Linked DNA regions of Mus musculus: region 1 is linked to region 2. A link is a contact called in public HiChIP or PLAC-seq data. All regions are on one chromosome and are shown on one strand. The core of a region is the stretch at or near the end of the contact, and the rest is flanking DNA. Distances in the headings are between cores, read along the strand shown.

The links. HiChIP or PLAC-seq counts read pairs in DNA pulled down with a chosen protein or histone mark.
Region 1: an H3K4me3 HiChIP or PLAC-seq map of bone marrow-derived macrophages shows a contact between it and region 2, with 4 times the contacts expected there. The contact joins the promoter of App here to the enhancer-like site in region 2. A contact is called at or near these places in 3 of 39 promoter capture datasets (the 3T3-L1 cell line, hippocampal neurons and neutrophils), 1 of 15 datasets of contacts at CTCF or cohesin (the NIH/3T3 cell line), 33 of 484 Hi-C or Micro-C datasets (the G1E-ER4 cell line, the N1E-115 cell line, Sertoli cells and 26 more), 13 of 115 datasets of contacts at active chromatin or transcription factors (astrocytes, bone marrow-derived dendritic cells, bone marrow-derived macrophages and 10 more) and 3 of 9 other capture datasets (adipose tissue, liver and pancreatic islet).

Annotation. Positions count from the first base shown.
Region 1 is chr16:85,171,565-85,176,251 of GRCm38.p6, reverse strand. App (amyloid beta (A4) precursor protein) reads left to right here and starts at 2,545. Exons shown (of 18, transcript NM_001198823.1): 1 at 2,545-2,750. The coding sequence starts at 2,694.
Region 2 is chr16:85,111,203-85,115,835 of GRCm38.p6, reverse strand. The region is part of intron 2 of App (amyloid beta (A4) precursor protein); the gene reads left to right. Among named protein-coding and RNA genes, the nearest start is that of App, 60 kb to the left of the region's middle. Within about 2 kb of position 1,730, at least 37 of the 459 cell types and tissues checked have an H3K27ac peak or open chromatin away from gene starts, as enhancers often do. A contact at or near this core is called in adipose tissue, bone marrow, bone marrow-derived macrophages and 4 more, where this site is marked.

The sequences.
Region 1 (4,687 bases), core at 1,296-3,795, 60 kb before region 2:
GCCTATGTATATGTCTGTGTATATATGTGTATGTCTGTAAGAGTATGTGTGTCTGTGTGTGCATGTGTATGTATCTGTAAGTATATGTGTGTCTGAAGTGTGCATATGTGTGTGTGTGTTATAGGTGTATGTGTGTGTATGTCTGTGTATGTGTGTGTGTTTAAGTGTACGTGTGTCTGAAGTACAGATATGTGTATCTGTGTATATGTGTGTGTGTGTAAGAGTAAGTGTGTCTGTGTGTATGTCTGTCTGTGTGTATGTCTGTTTGTATGTATGTCGGTAAATATATGTATATATGTGTATGTATGTAAGAGTAAGTGTGTCTGTGTGTATGTCTGTCTGTGTGTATGTCTGTTTGTATGTATGTCAGTAAATATATGTATATATGTGTATGTATGTATGTATGTATATGTCTGTGTGTGTAAATGTAGTGTGTTTGAAGTATAGATATGTGTGTGTATGTGTAAGAGTATGCTTGTCTGTATGTCTGTATGTATATATGTGTGTATGTCTGTGTGTGTATGTGTATATGTGTATGTGTGCATGTATGTACATGCCTATGTGTGTGTGTGCGCGCGCATGTGCATGCTTGTTGTAAGTCATCCTTAGGTGATGCTCTGGATGCTGAAGCTTTCCACTTTTTTTTTTTTTTTTTTGGAGATAGGATCTCTTTCCTGGCTTACCTTACCCAAGAGTCTGTCTGTCTCTCTCTCCCTCCTAAGCAGGTGCTAGCATGGCTGACATTTTTATGTGGCTTCCAGGGGTGGAACTCAGGTCCTCGTGTTTAGATAGTAAGTACTTTATTGACTGAGCTACCTCCCTATCCTTTCCTTGGCTTCTGTAGGAAATGAATGCCATATGTAATCAAAGCAAACGTTACTTAGCAAATATTTGTTGTTATTTGTTGAGGACCTTCAGAGGACAGACATTCAGGACAAATACAAAAAGGTATCTGTAGAGTTGGGCAGGTGGTATGTAGGCATGTTGATAGATGAGTGCTGACTTCTCAGAAAGGAAGAGGTGGAGACCTATCCTCCCACCACACTTACAGGGGATTGGATTCCTTGCTGTGGGAAAGAAAGAGCGGGCCTTCTAGGTTGCTTTCTATTGCAGAGTTATAAAAAAATCACGATCCTAAGCAACTCGAGGACAGGGCTTATTAGCCTCACGCGTTCTGATCACAGTCTAACGCGAAGGGAACTCAGAGCAGGAACACAGGGCAGGAACCTGAAGCAGGAACTGGGCAGTGGCAGAAACTGCTTGTTGTTTTTTTCCCTCCTGGCTTCTTCAGCCTGCTTCCTTACACAAGCCAGGACCACCTGCTCAGGGCTGGTCTCCCACATCAACTAATAAGAAAGAATATGCCCCACAGGTTTGCCTGCATGTCAGTCTAATGGAGGCATGTCTCTCAATTTAGGTTCCCCCTTCCCAGATGACCAGAGCTCATGTCAAGTTATTAAAAAATTAAGCAGCAAACACATCAGGTAAAGGAAAAGGCTGTGGCCTCAGAAGCCAGGAATGCATTTGGTATTACCTTCATCTCCTTCCACTAGCCTAGGGAGAGCCAAAAGCTTGGCGTCTGAAGCCACATTAGGTCGGGAGGGTGGTGGTAGTGGGAGCATGTCTGGATGGGTCTAATGTAATTTTAACACTGGGAAGTTTGTGTTTAATCTAGGAGAAAATGGTTTTACGGAGGTTCATTTCACTGGATAAGGGCAGATCCAAAAAAAAAAAAAAAAAAAAAAATCGAGAGCAGAGTTCCAGGAAGAAGTCCTGGGTGATGGAGGTGGAGGAAAAAGAGCCATCACTCGGTATCTTTTCTGGCCTAACTTTGATCTCTTCCCCATCTTAGATTTTTACCTCCCTGCCTCCTTCAATCCCAGATGCCGGTCCCCTTCTCTGAAATTATCCACGTCAAGCAAATATGCAATGATAATACATTTAAAAACCCACTTCCCATCTCCAAACACGGAGAAAAATGGGTCATTCTGCATCCTGTGCCCTTCTCTGGTACATTCTAAAGACAAAAATTCCAGATTGCAGTGGCGTGAAGGGTGACCTCCTACCAAAAGAAAAAGAAAATAGAAAAAAAAAAAATCCTGTTTCTTTTGCTAATGTTCTCGGCCTCGCTCCACCTCTCCAAATAGAGAGAACGAACTGCGGATAAAAATGCACGCATCGCAGCCTTAGCTCCTCAACCACATTTGGGAGAGGCCTGCGGGGTCGGGTGACTCAAGCTCGCGCGGGGACGAGCCGAGAGCGCTCCCGACTTCCCTGGAACCTTAACGTCCTACGGTTCACCTTCTCCCGATTGCGGGGTCCTCTCCCTGACCCAGATCACTCCCCAACTTGGTTCCCAGACCCCATCGGGAGCGCGGCTCCCCTTAGCCCAAGACGCCGCACCTGTGGGCTCTGGGTCGCCTCCCGCTGCGCTCGGGCGCAGCTCCCCGAGGCTCCGCTAGGGGTCTCTGTCGGGTGGCGAGCCGGGTGGGCGGGATCAGCTGACTCTGCCGGCTGCGAGCCCCGCCGCCTCGCTCCAGCTCTGTCAGTTTCCTCGGCGGCGGGAGGCGAGAGCACCGGGAGCAGAGCGAGCGCGGGGCCACCGGAGACGGCGGCGGCGGCGCGGACACAGCCAGGGCGCGGCGGATCTTCCACTCGCACACGGAGCACTCGGTGGCCCACGCAGGATCACGATGCTGCCCAGCTTGGCACTGCTCCTGCTGGCCGCCTGGACGGTTCGGGCTCTGGAGGTGGGTGCCGCGCCTTGGGAACGAGACTGGGGAGGCGGGCGCCGGGAGGACGCGATCCTCCCCACCGAGGAGCTTGAATCTCGAGACGTGGGGGGCTGTCACGGGTAGACCGCTCCTCGCCGCCCCCGCCTGCGGGCGCCCTGCGCTTCGGCGGCTCTGGCCCAACCCTGCCCGGGGACGCGCTGCCCGAGCGATGAAGAGGGAATGGGTTAGGGCGCTGGGGTCCCCATATCCGTGCCAGCCTAGGGCTGGAAGGCGAGGGGACGAGCCTGAACGCAGACCCTGACTCCTCCCTGCGTTGAGAGCTGGACTCCGGGATGCGAGAGACACCCAGTTCGAGGGGGAAGGGACACGTGTGGAAAACCGAAAGCGTAGCGTCTCAGGATTCAGTGCCCTGCGAGGAAATCGCCGCCCTTCCCCTTCCTTGGGGTCCTGGGTTGGAATGGGGGCAGCTCTGGATGCTGGGGAGCGCCTGGCTCACACTCCCTTCCCACCCCCGCCTGTCTTGACTGCGAAGCTGGGCTTTGCTCCTGGCGGCCGCGGGCGGCGGCTGCCTGCGCAGCGACCCTCTCCCGAGTCGGTGCGGGGTCGCGCACCGCCGCCTTCCTTTTGCAAACTTTGTGCATTTTCGTGTCTCCCTTTTGTGTAAGTTCCAAGTGATGGGAGGGATCGGAAAGTGCGGCCACCCGGCACCGTCCCTCAACCTGGACGTCCAGGACTCTTCAGTGCACCTCCAGTTTCTCCCTGAGTCTGAGAAGGTCCCCGGGAACAAAAGCCGCGACACCCCGCCCTCGCCGTCCAGGGCGCGGTGGCGGAGCCCTGGTAGTTGGTGCGCCACCGCCGTTCCTTTCCCCGAGCTGCGCGTCTGCCCCCGAGGGCCTAGAGGTGCTGCTAGGGCCCCGCGGTCTCCCACCCCCGCATCACCACCACCTACTGGCAATCCTGTGAGGGACTGCAAAGTCCTGAGAGAGAGAGAGAGAGAGAGAGAGAGAGAGAGAGAGAGAGAGAGAGAGAGAGAGAGAGAGAGAGCGAGCCGGGAGTGAGGCGTGCGTCTGGGAAGGGCAGTGCCTGGTGGTGGGGAGGCTGAGGCTCCAGGGCATCAAAGGAGGCGTTTGTCTGATTAAGGTGCGGCCTCCTATGGGGCAGATTTGGGAACTCTAGCTTAGTCACCCTGGGGGGGACACAGGATGCTGGGGAGGGTCCTCAGGGTTCCTTTTTTTTTTAAAAAAAAAAAAAAAGGGGTGCAGATAAAAGGATTGAATAGGGTGAAGATTAAGACGGAGAAGATGGCGCCTCTGCAGTGCAGCAAAGAAAAGCTGTGTGGAGGCTGCAGCCTGTGAAATCCACCCACCACTAGGTGTATAACAAGTCTTCCCCATTCATCCAACTCTCCAGCATGCAGCACAAGGCTTGTTTTCCTTTTTATCCAGAGATGCCTGGAAGTTGTTTGCGTGGCAGCTGGTTTTATTTCTCTTCATTTGTACCCTCTTCACCATCTAAGCATTTGCTAATAGCCCTTCCTCGTCGTCCTCCTCTTTCCCCTCTACCTCATAGGAATTTTCCCAAAAAGCAATTTCCGGGCGAGTGTTTTCCTGCAATTTTGTGGGGATTGGCTAGGCTATCACACTAGTATGAGTTTTTATTTATTTAATTTTTTTTAGCTCTTAATTTACAAGGTCATTGAACTTTTAGCCCCTCTGAATTTTTTTTTTTTTTTTAACCCACAAGTGGCTTCAGAATCTGTAAGTCACCTCAGACTGGTTAAAACAGGTCTTCGAAGAGTCTTAAGAATTTAGTGTTCCATTTTTTTTTTTCAAAGCCATTTAATCAAGGGAATTCTGATTTCTCTGACGACCTAAGAATTTAATTGTATAGTCATTCGGTTTTTCTAATTGTTTTGCTGTGCAGAAACACGACTAAGTAATTAAAGGAATAAC
Region 2 (4,633 bases), core at 481-2,980:
AGTGTTTTAGTGTTTAGTGTTTAGTGTTTCCCTGCCACTTCCCACATTGTAGCTACTCCTGGTATTTTTAATAAATAGCTCTGATTTATAGATCTGAATTTTTTGTATATTTTGCTAGAATACATTTCTTTGCTTTTATTCCTTCTTTAACTATGTTTATATATTAAGTGACATTGATTGACTCATTGCATGAAATGAAAAGGAAAATAATACTCAACAATTTTTGCTAAATTATAATATTTTTATATTTTTAAGGTTGAATATTAAGGTATGTTCTGTTGCAGGAATTCCCATGTCAGATATTTCTTTTCAACAGGACTTGTTTAGAGCTAATGCTTCCAGCCATGTTCTAATTTCTGTATTACTTATTAGGCTGTTATACTGTTATTATTATTTTGATGACTTTTGCCTTAATTAGTCATTTGCAATAATTTTGCTTAGTACCATAAAGGTGATCTCCTTTTTGCCATCTCTCATTGCACAGATTCCTTTGAAGAATTCTTTGCAACCCTGAGACCAGAGTTCTACCCCCAGAACTCATTGTAGAAAAAGCTACATGTGAAGTACAATTATAACCCTAGTGTTGGGGAGCCAGAGACAGACAACTGGTCAACCTATCTTACTTAGCGCATTCTAGGAGAATGAGAAACCCTTTTCAAGGGGGAAAAAAATCAAAAGATGAATGGCATGTGATGAATGACACCCAAAGTTGTCCTTTGGCCACCGCACACATGAGCACACACACACACACACCAGAAATGATCTCTACTTATTACCAGTAACAGGACTAAACAGTTAATGGTTTTTTGTCTCCCTGTAATGGTGACTTTATTTTATGCATGGACTCTAACCTCCCAAGACTGAGACACAGATGTTTTAGAAGCAATCTGCTGAGTCAGAGAGGCAGCTGTTAGCAGTCTGAGCCTAGGGCAGACAGGAGGAGCTGAACTCATGACTATAACCTCATTTTGACCTTTTGCTAACCAACTGAATTTTCCTGCTAAATATATCTGTAATAGATGCCTTTAACTGTTTGCTGGTGCTTAGCCCAGGGTGGTATCTTAATATTGATCCTTTTATGGGGAATTAGGTATTAACTAGTTTATGTCCTCTGATCTCTCTCACTCTTCTTGGCTTATCTTCCCTGCTATTGACTTGATTTGGAAGTCTATAAGAGTGGCATTTATGTCCCTTTGGTTCCTTTGGAGCTATCCTTGGTCAAGGGAAAGACCGAGGAGAAACAGTAATGGCTGAATATTTTACCTCTACTCCTAGGTACACATAAGGCCTTATGAAGTTTGATTGAGAAAATAGTTTTGATTGTATGACCTAATGTGTATGTTTGTTTTAGCCACATGTTGACCAGGTCTTCCAAATGTTTGATGTCTATATATTTCCTTCTGTCCCCAGTCATAGTAGTTTTTCTTCTACCCAGTCATTGTTGAAGTACATGTCTCTCTCTTTTATTTCTATGCTTTTTATTAGCTCCATGTACAGTTTTTCTTCAGCTCCTTATCAAGCACATATTGAGTGCTGTTAACCAACTGAACAATTCTGCATTCCCAAAGTTCATAGGTTAGGCTAACTCTCTTTAGATAGGTTTTGGAGACACAGTCTTTCAGAGATGACTAGTATTGATGACGTCATGAGGGCAGAGCCCTCCAGATGGTATTGATGCCCTTACAGAAACTGCAGAGAGCCAGCTCTCTTTACTTCCTCATACAAAGGGGTCATGTGAGGATGCAGTGTGAAAATAGAAAAATGTCCTCAGCAGCACATTCGGACTTGGTTTTGTCACTTTCCTGAACTGTGACAAAATAGATTTCCATTGTTAGAGTTGCCCAGGGTGTGGTATTTTACTGTAGCATGTCCACCAGGACCCCATTATGTCTCCTGTAGGTAAAGGCTCTAGAAACCCATGGTGCTACAGAGAGTGACATTTTTAGGGTCATGATTCACAAAGCATTTTATCTGACAACTGAAGCATGCTGGTGGCCATTTGGTAATGCTGGTGGATGACTTTGTTAGCATGAGACTGTAGTAGGATGGGCAGAGGCATCCTTGTCTATCCTGAGGGAGAGTTCCCTGCAGGAGCACCTGTGGTTTCTGCCTGAGGGGCCATTCTGTTCTACTGTTCCTGGTTTTAAAGTTGTTAGACAAGAGTCATGGGATTGCACAGATTTGGCCTCATTTTATATACCCAACAAAAAGTGCAATGAGAGGACCTGCAACCTTAGAGAGAAACACAGAGTGTAGCTTTAAAATGCTTTAATATTGTCTGTGACTCTTTGATGGAGGAAAATAGCCTTTTCTATGATCAATACTAGAAGCAGAGTGCTAACATGGAGAAAGATACTTAAATGTAACTTCATAAATTTAACAATATAACAATAGCCATTTGTGCTAATGAGCTGTTGGGGTACCATGGCAAATGTTATGGCTGAAGAAATGTCAAAATAGAAAAAGCCTCAGAGAAACAAATATTATGTATTTTCTATTTGTGGTTCCTATGCATTGTATAGATTCATAAAATCATGTCTGTCTATATGACATGATGGTATCAATGAGATGTCTAAGGGAACAAGAGGTGACAGTGGGTGGTATAGGGTAGGGTAAGGTAGGGAAAGCTATGGAGGAGAATATATTCATTGTACTGTTTAAACTTATGTGAGAGCTCTTTATGCATCTGAGTGCCATGTACAATGGATGGACACACTCAAAGCTGTAGAAATATTAAAAATAAGAGATCAAAAACCATTAAAATTTAGGGTCAGAAAATGAGACTTATTAGGTTTCATTGCATGGCTTTCAGGTGAAATGATATTTTTTTAAAAAAAAAATATATTGTTTCATGTACACCAAAGGCTTCAGGGTGTGTTTAGTTCCACGTCTCAAGACTTTATTTCTTTACTTTTAAGCCAGGCAACCCTGGCCAGCGTAGCTAAAGACTACCGAGGATAGGGCTTTGTGTCAGACAATGCCTTTCCTGGCTTACAAGGGGTGCAAACATGCTCTGTTCCATCAGATTGAGAATAAAACCTAGAAAATGGAGACAGTGGTAGGTAGCAAGGAGGGTCTTGATGGTGATGTGGAGACTCTGGATCCAGGTTTTGAGAGATGGAAGCCAGGGGATGTGTTAGTATGAGTGCTTTTAGTGAGACATTTCAGTAGTGTGTTTCAAAGGTTGGGCTGACTGGGGAGAGAATTTATTTTACAAACAGAGGTGGGAAAATGGATGTGAAAGATCATCCTCTGAATTCTGTCAGTGACCCCATGGTCCAGTGTATGAAGTACCATGATTCAGGGCAATCCACAAACAATGTCTCAGACTGTGTCCTTCCTGTGTAACCGGGACAGGCAGATGTTATGAAAGCCAGTTGTTATGAGAAATCATATACAGCCTTGATCCTCCTCTGTCCCCCTCTGGTCTTAAGCACACAGGAAGGACTTTTGCTAGGCAAAGCTTCCTGAAGGAAGGGTTGGCTCTTTGAGCATCCACTTGGAGCCAGCCTGTGGAGGCTGGCTGAGGATGGGAAAAGTTTCAAGTGTAGGTAGTCAGATGGACGCACTTGGCTTTTTGCATTTCCTCTACTCTTAGATTATTCACACATTCTTAAGTAAGTCCTTTATATTCATGACAATGTCTGTGATTTCTTTATCCTTGTTCCTCTATTTGAGTGCTTTCTTTGGGATTAACAGGCCCTCAAAACAAAGTAGTCCTGTGCAGAAGCAAACAAACAAACAAAAGCTGGCTATATGAATTGAAAACAGCTCTTTCTTTTCCCTAACTTTCTATTCTAAAATTTATTATATAACCCAATGTGGGATTCCCAGGAAGAGTTATTTCTCTTTCTGTTGTCATTCTTCATTAATAGGAAACAAAATTGTTAAAAAGACAAAAACAGTTTGTCCTCATCAATCTAACTGTCTTTCAGGGTTGCCCTGTGATAAACAGCATCCCCGAAATAAACTTGGTTTGTTTCAGTTCACACGTTACAGTCCATCACTGAGGGAAACTAAGGTAGGAGGAACATAAGGCAGGAATCTAGAAGTAGGAACTGAAGCAGATCTGGGCCATGGAAAAGTATGGGTTACTGGCTGGCTTGCTCCAGGCTCCTGTTCAGCTACTTTTCTTGTCTAGCCCAGGCCCACCTGCCTAGGGATGGTACTGCCCACAGTTCCAGGGTCCCCCTGTATCATTTAACAGTGAAAAAAATGCCCATAGACATGCCTACAGGCCAGTGTGTTGGAGGCACCTCTTTAGTGGAAGTTCCTTCTTTTCCAGTTCCTAGGTTTGTTACAAATGGATAGCAGATGCTATAGGAGTGTATTCTATATACTGTTGTTTCTCTCTGGTCACTTTATGTGCTCAAAATTAACCCACAGATCATAAGCGTCATAGTCCTGATACTTAAAAGGTCCAAGAATTCATATTAAGTAAAGCAGTTTTTTGAATCGGTGGATCATAATTTTTGAATATGAGTACTGGTGTATATTCTGCATCGATGGTCTATTTGGATTCAAGGACTACTTGGAACTTAGGGCTAAAAGAGATGAAGTCAGTCTAAATATTGTAACATAAGAATTATAGTGAGGGTGTGTGTCTTAGTAAGCCTTCTGCTGCTGTGATAAA